3 separate regions of the Mus musculus genome follow, and regions 2 and 3 are each linked to region 1. Evidence: chromatin contacts called from public Hi-C data. All regions are on one chromosome and are shown on one strand. The core of a region is the stretch at or near the end of the contact, and the rest is flanking DNA. Distances in the headings are between cores, read along the strand shown.

Evidence for each region. Hi-C and Micro-C count contacts between places; a contact is called where the count stands out from the background.
Region 2: a Hi-C map of adipose-derived mesenchymal stem cells shows a contact between it and region 1, with 2.8 times the contacts expected there. The contact joins two enhancer-like sites. A contact is called at or near these places in 9 of 39 promoter capture datasets (the 3T3-L1 cell line, 3T3-L1-derived adipocytes, the HPC-7 cell line and 4 more), 10 of 484 Hi-C or Micro-C datasets (the AML12 cell line, adipose-derived mesenchymal stem cells, beige adipocytes and 6 more) and 3 of 115 datasets of contacts at active chromatin or transcription factors (bone marrow-derived macrophages, embryonic forebrain and trophoblast stem cells).
Region 3: a Hi-C map of adipose-derived mesenchymal stem cells shows a contact between it and region 1, with 2.0 times the contacts expected there. The contact joins two enhancer-like sites. A contact is called at or near these places in 4 of 39 promoter capture datasets (the 3T3-L1 cell line, the HPC-7 cell line, cranial neural crest and 1 more), 5 of 484 Hi-C or Micro-C datasets (adipose-derived mesenchymal stem cells, bone marrow-derived macrophages, cerebral cortex and 2 more), 1 of 115 datasets of contacts at active chromatin or transcription factors (microglia) and 2 of 9 other capture datasets (bone marrow-derived macrophages and embryonic stem cells).

What each region holds. Positions count from the first base shown.
Region 1 is chr15:25,138,878-25,142,641 of GRCm38.p6, reverse strand. The region is part of intron 2 of Gm35996 (a long non-coding RNA gene); the gene reads left to right. Among named protein-coding and RNA genes, the nearest start is that of Gm35996, 39 kb to the left of the region's middle. Within about 2 kb of position 2,046, at least 19 of the 459 cell types and tissues checked have an H3K27ac peak or open chromatin away from gene starts, as enhancers often do. A contact at or near this core is called in adipose-derived mesenchymal stem cells, where this site is marked.
Region 2 is chr15:25,394,269-25,398,032 of GRCm38.p6, reverse strand. The region is part of intron 1 of Basp1 (brain abundant, membrane attached signal protein 1); the gene reads left to right. Among named protein-coding and RNA genes, the nearest start is that of Basp1, 18 kb to the left of the region's middle. Within about 2 kb of position 1,587, at least 59 of the 459 cell types and tissues checked have an H3K27ac peak or open chromatin away from gene starts, as enhancers often do. A contact at or near this core is called in adipose-derived mesenchymal stem cells, where this site is marked.
Region 3 is chr15:25,357,000-25,360,763 of GRCm38.p6, reverse strand. No RefSeq gene overlaps it. Among named protein-coding and RNA genes, the nearest start is that of Gm36555, 27 kb to the right of the region's middle. Within about 2 kb of position 1,978, at least 53 of the 459 cell types and tissues checked have an H3K27ac peak or open chromatin away from gene starts, as enhancers often do. A contact at or near this core is called in adipose-derived mesenchymal stem cells, where this site is marked.

The DNA of each region.
Region 1 (3,764 bases), core at 797-3,296:
TTACTTGTTAGATTTTTTTCCCTCCCTCCCTCCCTCCTTCCCTTCTCCTCTCAACCATTTCGTTATTATACCAGATATCTGATTTATTTTCAGCCACACTCCTTCACGCCTTACCCATCTCCAACTAGGACAGTGGAGAAAGTGGAAAATGTTCTTGGCGGATGGAACCGACCTCTGGGGTCCAGTGGAAGGTTGAAGGGCCAAAGGAACTCCAGTATGAGAAAGATTGGATGAACTAGAGAGATAGGTTGTAGAAAGAGGTGGAGAGGGAAGCTTTCACTCTCTGTTGTGGGATATCTTATAGGGGATGCTAGCCATTCTGGTCTTACCTGCAGTGGTGGATTAGTGAATCACTTTAAGGAAGAGAGTGACTGGATTCAACTAAAAATATATGTCAGCTACCTGTAGACAGAACGTTGGTAGCACATGAGGGACACCATGAGGAGACTAGTCACAAATATGATATGGTAGATGATGCCAGAGTCTCCTCAGTGGGGCAGGGACCAGTGCGGAGATGAGGACACATGAATAGTGAAGTCTTGCTTGACTTAAGTGGCTCACTTAGGCTCCTTGCTACTTCTGTCTCATCTTCTGTCTAGATTGTCAGATTTCCTGCTGTCACCTCTGTAGTTTGCACAGAGTTAATGTCAATCTCTGCTGGACTCACTCCGTAATGAACTCTCACTGTCTTTTACCAGTTGCTCCTGATACTTCTTCAAAATCTTGACTTGGGCTATTCAGTATTTACTCTCTCTCTCTCACTCACTCTTGCTTTCTCCCTCTCTTTCTCCTCCCCCTCTCCTTGCACCCTAACCCTTCATTCATTTTTTTCCCAGCTATATCCTTTTTTTTCTAGATGTTTCTAAAATCTCTCTAAAGAGACATACACAAGGCCATCTTCAACAAAAGAATCTTTCCCCTCATACAAAGTATTTTCTTTCCTATCTGTTAACTACAAGGGCTCCACAGTTCTTTTTCATTCTAGAGAATTGTAGCAATCATTTGCTTGCTCCCGTGCTGATACATTCATCTCTGATGTTCTCTGTATCCCACAGCCCTGATCTTTGCAAACTGTGCTTGCCAGGTTTCCTGGACAAATGGCTCTCGTCTACTTTAGCCCAACAGGAGGCATAGGGAGAGCCTACAAAGTGTAAGGATAAAACAGTGGCGATAACCTGGTGGTTCTTTAGCGTGCTCACGTGGGAGAATGTTTTCATCCTGCTGAAATATCCATGTATGCCCTGTCCTCCCAAATCTGCTATCTCCTATTCAGTCAGTGTAACTGGGGCACCTCATCCTAGCTCTCAGTGTAGGAAGGCGATGCTTTCCTGCAAACACGGAAATGTCCTTCCCATATCTTTTCTACCTGCTGATTGTTTACCTCAGCTCAGCACCCAATCCTTAGTTCTTAGAAAATTTATTTTTCTAATACACAGAGATATTGTTTCCCATATTAAAATGCTCCCTAGGTTTCTTCCTGAGACTCAGTCTCTAGGACCCTCTCTCGGTGTGAACTCCAGTTTCCTGTATGGTTTTCTGCTTCTGAGCTTTCTCCAAAGCATTCCTCCCCTCCAGTAGGCCCCAGGCAGCAGAAACCATGGCAACATCATCACTGTATCCCCCTCTGTGTGCTTCCAGCCCTGCAGCTGATACTGACTCCTGCAAATCTTTGGCGTGCCTTTTCCTCTGAGGCCAGTAAGTTCTTGCAACACCATTGCAGTTACATTCCCCAGCCAAATTCCTCTGTGAAACTTTCTGGCATGCATTCTGTTTCCTTGAGTAGACTAACTTGCAGAGATACAGTATTTAAAAAAAAAAACCCAAAGTGTTTTTAGAATCTAAACAACTTTAAAAATAATACAAAGCCGGCACAGTGGTGTACACCTTTAATTCCAACACTCAGGAGTCAGAGGCAGGTATATCTTTCTGAGTTCAAGGCCAGAGTGGTTTACATAGTGAGTTCGAGGATAGCTAGGGCTACACAGAGAGACCTTGTCTCACCTCCTCTCCACCCCTTCCCCTCCTGTTCCCAGTTTTGCCAGGGGTCATGTGGTTGAGCAACTAAGTACATTTCTGCGAATCAATCTTTTCTTTTGTAATCTGCGGCTGTTATCTTAGGAGTAAACGTTTGAGAGTTAACCACGATAGAGGGTAGGGCACTGTTTGGTAAAGCTCCGAGAATTAACTATGATAAGGACACTTGAGAATGTTAGGATAGTATGGGAATTAAGTAATAATAGGAGAGTGCTTTGAAAAGCTTTGAGTAGACACAGGTTGAACTTTTACTAGCACATCCTTTATCTTCTTGTGAATGGTAAATATATTATCCATTTCACTTGGGCACAGATCACACCCTGCATTTCTTACTATAATCTCCCTTTTAGCTGCATACAATTGTTGCTTACTGCCTGGTAATTAACAAATATGGCATTGTATGTCTAGGAAAAGAACAAGTCTATCTCTCCAATATTGTACCATCTCCACGATTTCAAACATTTTCCAAAGAAAAGAATTTAATCTGCTAGCTTCACATAGTAGGTCTGATATTCTGAAACATCAAACATCCCATGGAAGACGCTCAACAACTTTTGTAACTCAAGAACACAGCACGGGAAGAGGAGCAAAACAATTTGAACGATTGGAAATGTGTCTTTGTGGTTACTTCTGAAAGATATTATTGATTTGTTGTTTGATTTAAGATGATAAAAATGCAGGATGTAGTTCTTGAATTCCTCATGGGAAGATGTTCGGGTTCCAAGGAAGCTCTTCAGGGTTGTTATATCTTCCATGCCTCCATCATTTCGCCAATCCTTGCTAATTCAGTGGTTCTCAACCTTCCTGATGCTATGACACACGGTTCCTCATGTTGAGGTGACCTCCAACCATACAATTATTTGGACTGATACTTCATAATGGTACTTTTGCTGGTGTTACAAACCATAATGTAAATATTTGTGTTTTCTGATGGTCTTCGGTGACCTCCGTAAAAGGATTGTTCAATCCCCAAAGGTGGATTCATGGCCCACAAGTTGAGAACCGCTGTTGGACTCAGAAACTGAAAAACAAAACAAAACAAAACAAAAACAAAAACAACAACAAAAAAAAAAACAAGCAGAGATAGAAGTCAAGAACTCTGGGAGTTGAGGCAGAGGGCATACATTTTAAAGAACCCAACCTCAAGCATTTTCAAACACAGTAATAGAACATGGAAAGGACACTGATTTAGCATCATGAAGTAATGCATTTGGCAGGAAGGAATGAAGGTGGGAAGGTGCAGTGTGGTGGGTGGAGAGGAATGCCTGGGGTGATGTGTTCTCACACCAGGGGAAGCCACCAGCTGCTGACCCTGGCACGAGGAACTATTCATTCACACAGGAGCCACGGTCTCATGTATTGTTCATAATTAAAACCAGCAGCATATGAACCCCATCATGGTTTTCGCTCTGCTTGCTGTGTCTGTCTGCAGGAGTTCGTGCTGAGCAGCTCATCGAGGAACTGCTTTGATCAGAATCCTGGCATGATAGAACCAACAGACACATTGCAAGTGCCATATCAAAAAGACCCTTGGCAAATCTACTGTGAAGACTTTCCATTTGGATCCATTTCAGTTGCATGTGACTTCTTTAAAGTTCAGAGTATGTGGTTTAGTGTCTGTTTATATGGCTTGTGTGTATTTGTATCTATGTGCAAGAGCTGTGAATGCGTGTGTTTCCTGGGATACATTCTGAGAATCACTTTTTCAGTTAATGATGCTGGTGTGTGCA
Region 2 (3,764 bases), core at 338-2,837, 260 kb before region 1:
AGCCCTTCCTCTTTCGTTACTGCCTATCTGTAGATCTTAAGCACGTGAGGTAGTCCAAGTTCAATTATCTATTATTGAAAGAGTTTAGCCTAAAGAGCACTTTCCGACAATGTGCGAGGAATTCTGGATTGTTTTAATTCAATTCCAAGGTCTTAATCATGAGAAACAAAAGACACTTAAGTATCTTAAGTTTCTATCAAAACCCAAGCCTTTGGGAGATTAGATATAGAAGGAAAAGCCTTCCGAGAGGAGCTGATGTCAACACACAGTAAGAGTGTGCTTTGTGTATGGGCAGTGGATGCTTGAGGCTGTCAGGAGTGTCCTTAAATGTCCCTTCTTCCCTGAGAGGGTGCCCCCCACCCCCGCCCGGGTATCCCCTTGGTCTCAGTGGGAGAGGATGCGCCTAATTCTGTGGAGACTTGATGTGCCAACCTTCAAAATTTTAAGGAAAGCTCCCAGTAGTTTGGAAGGTCTCGCAAGTCTTTCTTCTTAGAAGAGTTGTTACTGTATCTAGGAAATGGATGGCATTTGTTCTTTGTTCTAGACAAAGGTTTACTGGCTGGGGTGAGTCAGAGCCTGTGGCAAGGACTCTGACCTGTTAGGATGGAGGGCATCTATACAAGGAACACATTTTATTTGGATAAACTCTGACTTGAACACTTCACTGTAAGTTTCAAGACTAGTGTTGACATCAGATTATTTCCCCATAAATGTTCTCCATAAGAAGTGTACTTCTGTGTCTAGACAGATGTGGGTACGATTTCTGCCCTAAAGTGGAGGTTTCATTAGACTTCTAAATAGTTTCAGATTATACTCTTAGCTACAGGATTTTTTTTTTTTTAAGTTTCTCATCAAACTTGTAAGATGTTAGCAAGCCAGCTCTCACTGCGGTAGTCCAGCCTTCACCTTATGCTCTGCCATTTTTTGTTTTGTTTTGTTTTGTTTTTTTATTTCCTGTCACTTCGTCTGGATGATTGATGGACTTGCAGGGAAACTCCTGAAGGTGAAACCCTATCTTCCCGAGTTTTGCTTCCCTAGAACTTCAATAGTGCATGGCCCAGTGTAGTTGTTGGATGTGAACTGACACATTCACCTTTGAGACAATTTTGTTTTCTTGTCTGAAGAAAAGGAAAACCAATTTATTATTATTTTTTTATTTATACTGGTGGGGCACGGACAGGTGTTTGTTTCCAGACTGATAAGTGGAAATTAGGGCTAAATAGTCACATGGCTAGTATGTCCTGAGAGCACGTCTTAAAAGCTAAGCTTTTATGTCATTATGGGCTAAACAAACAACAAACAAGAAAAGAGAAGCAGGTTAGCAATAGGAATGAAAGATTCATCTAATGACTCTCATATTTGAGACTCTCTGATAGTTCAAATGTAGTGAGTACAACCTCATCCTTTTTCTTACTAGGCCATCTTGATTGAAATAAACCACAGTTCTTTGTCTCAAGAGAATCTGCTTGTGCTACTGTGTAATTCTTCTGGAATTTAAAAAAGCTGGAATGTTTCAGTATACCTTGCATCCTCCCTAATGGGATCTTCCAGCCCACAGTGTGGTCATCCACCAAGAATTCCTTGTGGAGATGGAATGAGGAAAACTGATGAACGCGTCTAGCTTGGGCAGAGAACTCCCTCTGAGGTCACTGGGATACTTTTCTGAACCAAGGCACAGACTGAGGGTCTGTTCTTAGCAAGGATGATTTAGAGATTTCCACTCTTAGAAGGGAGGCTGCCCAAGTTTACAGCTGGAGACTCTAGACATGAGGGCCTGTGGCCTGGTTCTTCTGTGTGACTGTCTCCTGACAGGGAATGTTTATAGTTTAGTGTCCCTAAGCCATATTGAGACAGAAAACACATGGGCGTTCCTTAACTCTGGAGATTTCTCCCTTGAGTATTCTTCTATGAGTGATCTAATGGCCTGTCAGTTGGCAGCCCCCATGACACCTCACGTGTGTTTCGACTCAAGGCGGTTTTTTTTTTTTTTTTTTTTTTTTTTTTTGCGAACAATGCCTGCCCATTGTCTTGGCGCCTTTTTGGGGGTGTGAGGGTAGGGAGTAGTCTATCTTAGTTGTTTTCCTTTTTCAGAGTGGCACCGAGTTTTCTTTAAATCTCACAGTCCCTTGGTTCTCCCCACTGTCGCCAAGCTCTCCTGCAGGTAAAAGTGGTCTCTGTTTCTACCCCAGCTCATCTTTATGGCTGGCTCTCTTGAGTTTTTATTTCATCAAAATAAAACTTCAAAGAATCGGAAGACCCTCGGGCCTCCCTCCCTCTCTCTTTCAACTAACACCTACCGATGTTTATCTTGGCAATAATTGGATGCCTATTTGATGAAACCTGTAGTTAAGTGTGTTAATAGGGACTCAGCTCAGCTTTAGGACAAGGCTTTTAATAGTCTGTTTTGAAACTTACACTCAGAAGCCCCATGGAACCCAGGAGAGCTGGCTGTTTATCAAAAATGTTTGTCTGGCCCCCAAGTCCCTTCAGTGGAATATCAAAAGTTTTGCTAGAGTTGGTTGCAATCTGAGATCAAGACTTTCTTCCCCCTCGTTCCTGCCATCTATTCTAGGGTGTCCTCCTCCTCCTCAGCACTGTGACCTGGACGTAATTTCTGATAAATATGTAAGGTGTGTAACTGCTACAGTGTGACTCCTTGTGAATTATGTTTAATTACTGATAGGACTTCATGAGTTTTCATAGACGGTGCAGAATTCTTTCCATGCCTACTTTCTGTTTAACCTTGCTTATCTCCAGCAATGCTGCCTTGTCTTTCCAAATAGGGACTTCCCAGCTCAATAATGAATGTGTAAGGCAGAAGAAAATTGGTCGAGCACTCATTCTAAGCCCCGTAAGGCTACTTAGCTTTCTTCACCTGGCAGGATGTATGACTGAAGAGTAAGTCCACAAAACTCTTCCTTATCTGAATAGTCAATCAACACATGTCTAAATATTACCTACCACCTCCAGCACTTTCTGAATGAAGGTATGGCATAGGAGGAAAGTCCTCTCATTTACTGTAGGAAATAGTTTGTAAGGTCAACAAATTGAGGGCATGTTTAAAGTATTTATGTATGTATGTATTTTATTTTATTTTATTTTATTTTATTTGTTTGTTTGTTTGTTTGTTTATTTAGAGACAGTGTCTCACTCTGTAGCCCTAGCTAGCCTGGAAGTCATTATGTAGACCAGCCTACCTTGGAACTCACCGAAATCCTCCTGCCTCTGCCTCCAGAGTAGTGGGAATTAAAGGTGTACACTTCATGCTCTGAAATGGTCACTATTAGTCCAGGCAGCAAAGGCTCTGGGTCTCATGGTAGTCATGGATCCCGTGCTCAGTACGTGCTGCAAAAATGACTTTGGGACTTGTACAAAGGTTTCTAGGTGTTTTTGTTTTGTTTTGTTTTGTTTTGTTTTGTTTTGTTTTTTGAGACAGGGTTTCTCTGTATAGCCCTGGCTGTCCTGGAACTCACTCGATAGACCAGGCTGGCCTTGAACTCAGAAATCCACCTTCCTCTGCCTCCCAAGTGCTGGGATTAAAGGTGTGCGCCACCACACCCAGCAGGTTTCTAGTATTACATTTCACTTCTGTTCTCCTTTGCCTGAGAGTAGAAGTGAGGCTGAGCCTGTTGGTCACTCAGGAATTCTGGTACGGGTGGAATATGTCCATTTGATAATATCCTCTCACAGTTGACAAGACACACTTGAGTTAGTCTAATAAGACCCTTGATGTGTTGTGGGGAGGGAAGGGGGTGTGGAAAGGA
Region 3 (3,764 bases), core at 729-3,228, 220 kb before region 1:
TGTTTTGTTTGTTTGTTTGTTTGCTTGACACAGTCCTATATATAGTCCTGGCTGATCTGGAACTCAGCATACAGAGCAGGCTGGTTTCAAACTCACAGAGATCTGCCTGTTTTTGTCACCCAAATGCTGGGACTAAAGGCACGTACCACCATTCCCAGTCAACAGGAGCTTTTCAAGAAGAGCTATGGTTAGTATCATTTGAACTGGCAGGTCCCCCCCGCCCCCTTTTCTGCCAAGCAGTTGATATTTAAAGTATTTAGCTTGGGGATGGCTCTTTTACAATGGTGGGCGTCGTTCTTTCAACCCCTCCACCGCAGCTGACGGAGAAGCAGAAAGGGAAATGCAGCAGGTTTCCGTGAAGGTTTGGGATGGCATTAGTTTTGAAATAAGCCATTCTTCATCATGAGATTATATGCTTTCTGACTTCTTAATGACAACATTTTCAGTGGGATATGAAACCTCAGAGGCCGGGGACTGGCCGGGTTAGTACATTCCTTCTCATTCCCAGTGCCATGCTATTAAGAGCAGTTAGCTGCATGCGTCCAAGCACATCTGACTCAAGGAGATTCCTAGAGGGAATAACACTGAGAAACAACACGGCTTGGAAACAATCCGAGTGCCATTGTATCCGTGAACACACAGCACAACAGAACACACATTTGTGTCCCACCCCCCAGCCCCTTCCCCACTTCCATATTGTTTTTGACATTGCAAACATCACATTTGCTTCTTGTTATTTTTTGTTGTTGCACCAAAGTAATTTTATACTCTCCCTGAGTTTTCTCCTCTGAACTCAGGAGATTCACTTTTAGTGCAACGTATTAATCAACTGGCATTATCTAACTTCCTCCTCCTCCTCCTCCTCCTCCTCCTCCTCCTCCTCCTCCTCCTCCTCCTCCTCCTCCTCCTCCTCCTCCTCCTCCTCCTCCTCCTCTTCTTCTTCTTCTTCTTCTTCTTCTTCTTCTTCTTCTTCTTCTTCTTCTTCTTCTTCTTCTTCTTCTTCTTCTTCTTCTTCTTCCTTTTCCTTCTCTCAGGTCAGTGTGTTAAAATTCCAGGAGGCGAGGGACAGATTACCCCACTCAGATTTGGGATCATTTAGCAGAACACTCACTTGTTTTCTCTCATTAAGCTTTCCGGTCATTGTCCAAGATTTAAAGGACTAAAGCTTTCTCAAGAAAAAGGGGCGGGTAGTTCACATAAAAAATGTATACTCTATTAATCACTAACCAATTTCAGATACTAATTAAGATGAGGAATATTTAGCTTACAAGATCCCCTGTATATAGAAACAACTAAGACCTTAAACCAATTTAATTTATTTGTATTTTTGTTTGACTTCTAAAATGATGTAGATATTTTGATAAAAAGTCTAAAATCCTGAAGCCCAAACACTAGAAAGAAAGGCTCTGCATTAGCAACCTCACCATCTTTTTGCCTTCTAAGCTGTGAGTTTATTCAGATAGAAAATGTTTGAATAGGCACCAAAGACTCCTGGCTGGTAATGGAATGGTGAAGCCTTGAGTAAGAGTAGCTAAGAGTCACATAACCTGAAACTCAGCCACATAATGACAGTGCTACTCAAAGAAGAGAAAGAAAGGAAGGCACCTGTTTTGCCTTGAGGAAAGTGTGTTGACTTGTGACACACTTTTGCTAACAAAAGAAGTGGGGGTGGGAGTGGGGGGGGTGGCGAAAAAGAGATGAGAGAAATTCCTGAGCCTTCCATCTGAAGAGAACGCAATCTCGTTAATGGAAGCGCAAGACTATGCTTCAGGATTTGGCCGACAGACAGAAACAGCCCGGTTTTGAGTTTTGCCAAGAAAAGGATAGCGTGCCTCATTACAAGGGCTTTTTGCTCAGGTTTGGGAAATTGGACTTGACAGGTGAACCCCATTAAAAGAAACGACTCTAAGGCTCCGTCCGTAGCGGCACTGAGCAATCCCTGTCCTGCTCAGCCGCAGCGCAGACATCCAAGAATAGAGCTTGCTCTCAGCCGGAACCACCCACTTCAGCACTGAAGTCTGACTAGTATGCAAATTCCCCAGAGGGTATTTAAAAAAAAAATTTTTTTTTTAAAGCTAAGAATAATAGAGACTGTATTTTGCTTGCTATCTATTCAGCCGCCTTTGCTTCCAGGAGCTGAAGTTGCCTTGGTATTCAGAGCAAATTCTAGCTTTTCAAAATAAATACACACACACACACACACACACACACACACACACACACACACACACACAATATACCAGCAAGAAGATGAACTACTAGAATACATATAAGGAGAGTCGCTTACATTTCTGAGGCTAGTTGGAATTTTGGTATAACAAATTTACCTTTTATTTGTTGCTTACTGTTCTCTCTACATTGTCTTGAAGGTTTTACTTTCTGTTGATTAATCATGTTCCATTTACTCCCTGGTTGTCTGCTCCAGGGCTCCATGCTTACATTGGACTAGGACGATAAACAATTACAAACCCCTTGAATGTACCATTCTTTATACATTCCTTTATTTTTATTTCATGTACATGGTTGTCACGCCTGCACTTACACTTGTACCCATGGTATCCAAAAGAGGAGTCGAATCTCTTGGAACTGGAGTTGTGAGCGGTCACATGGGTGCGGGGAATTGACCCTAGGTTATCTGCAAAAGCAGGAAGTGTTTTTCACCATACAGCCATTTCTCCAACCCCAGATGTGTCATCTGAAATACAATTCAAGTGTGCCATTCCTCTGGCTTGGTGGAGCTTTGTACTTTGTTTGTTCTGGACGTTCCTAGGCACTAAACTGTTTTGTCCACTTTCCTTCTCCTAGCTGAATCCATCTGTAAGGATAATGGGCAGATTAATAGAGGATTATTCAGAATGTAAGGCAATTCAAAATGGTTCCCACACAGGAATGCTTTTCAAAAAAGATTCTAGAAGGTTCTACCACAAGCTGTTTCCAGAAGGAGGAGAAGTGGTTCTTAAATGGCATTCCATTCGGTTACAAATGGAATCTTTGTCTGGCTGGGCTTAGAGGCTTACATTTCTTATCCCAAAATTTAGGAGGCAGGATCTCTAAGTGCCAGGCAAGAGGGACTACAGCGTGAATTCCAGGCTAGGACGACAGTGTGAGACCCTTGGGGGGGTGGGGAGGGCGGGGATCTCTGACATATTAAAATGAAGAAATCCATCTCGTTCCCGAGCGGTAGTCCTGATTCTTCAGTTCTTATGGAAGGCAAGAAGTGGGGTCAAAGCTGGATGAAAAACCCTTATCTGGAGTTCAGAGATGTACAGCATGATATTCACAAGATTCATAATCGACCTGAGCTTAGTGTTACTGGTCTAAGGCTTAAAAAAAAAAAAAAAAACTCATTTCATATCTCTGAGGTTCACATCATCAGGAAAAATGAAAAAAAAAAGTAACATAGTTGCTAGGGATATATTTCATAAGGCCTGGTTCATGGCACACAGTCAGCCCTTCATATTTATGGGCACATTCAACCATCCAGGGACTGAAAATAGGTTTTAAAACAATTCTATCTAAACATGCACAGACTTTTTTCTTGTCTCTAGTACCTATATCTTGCATGGTGACAATTATTTAAATGCCTTAGCTTTGACAAGTAGTCTAGAAGAGATGGGGCACATGCAGGCAGATGCACATTGGTTGTGTGTAAACATTAGGCACGTTATACAAGGGACTCGAGTATCCTCGTATTTTGGCATCCACGGCGATCCTGGAACAAACCGCCTAAGAGTTTGGAAGCTATTCTACGGAAAGCTTTGGTT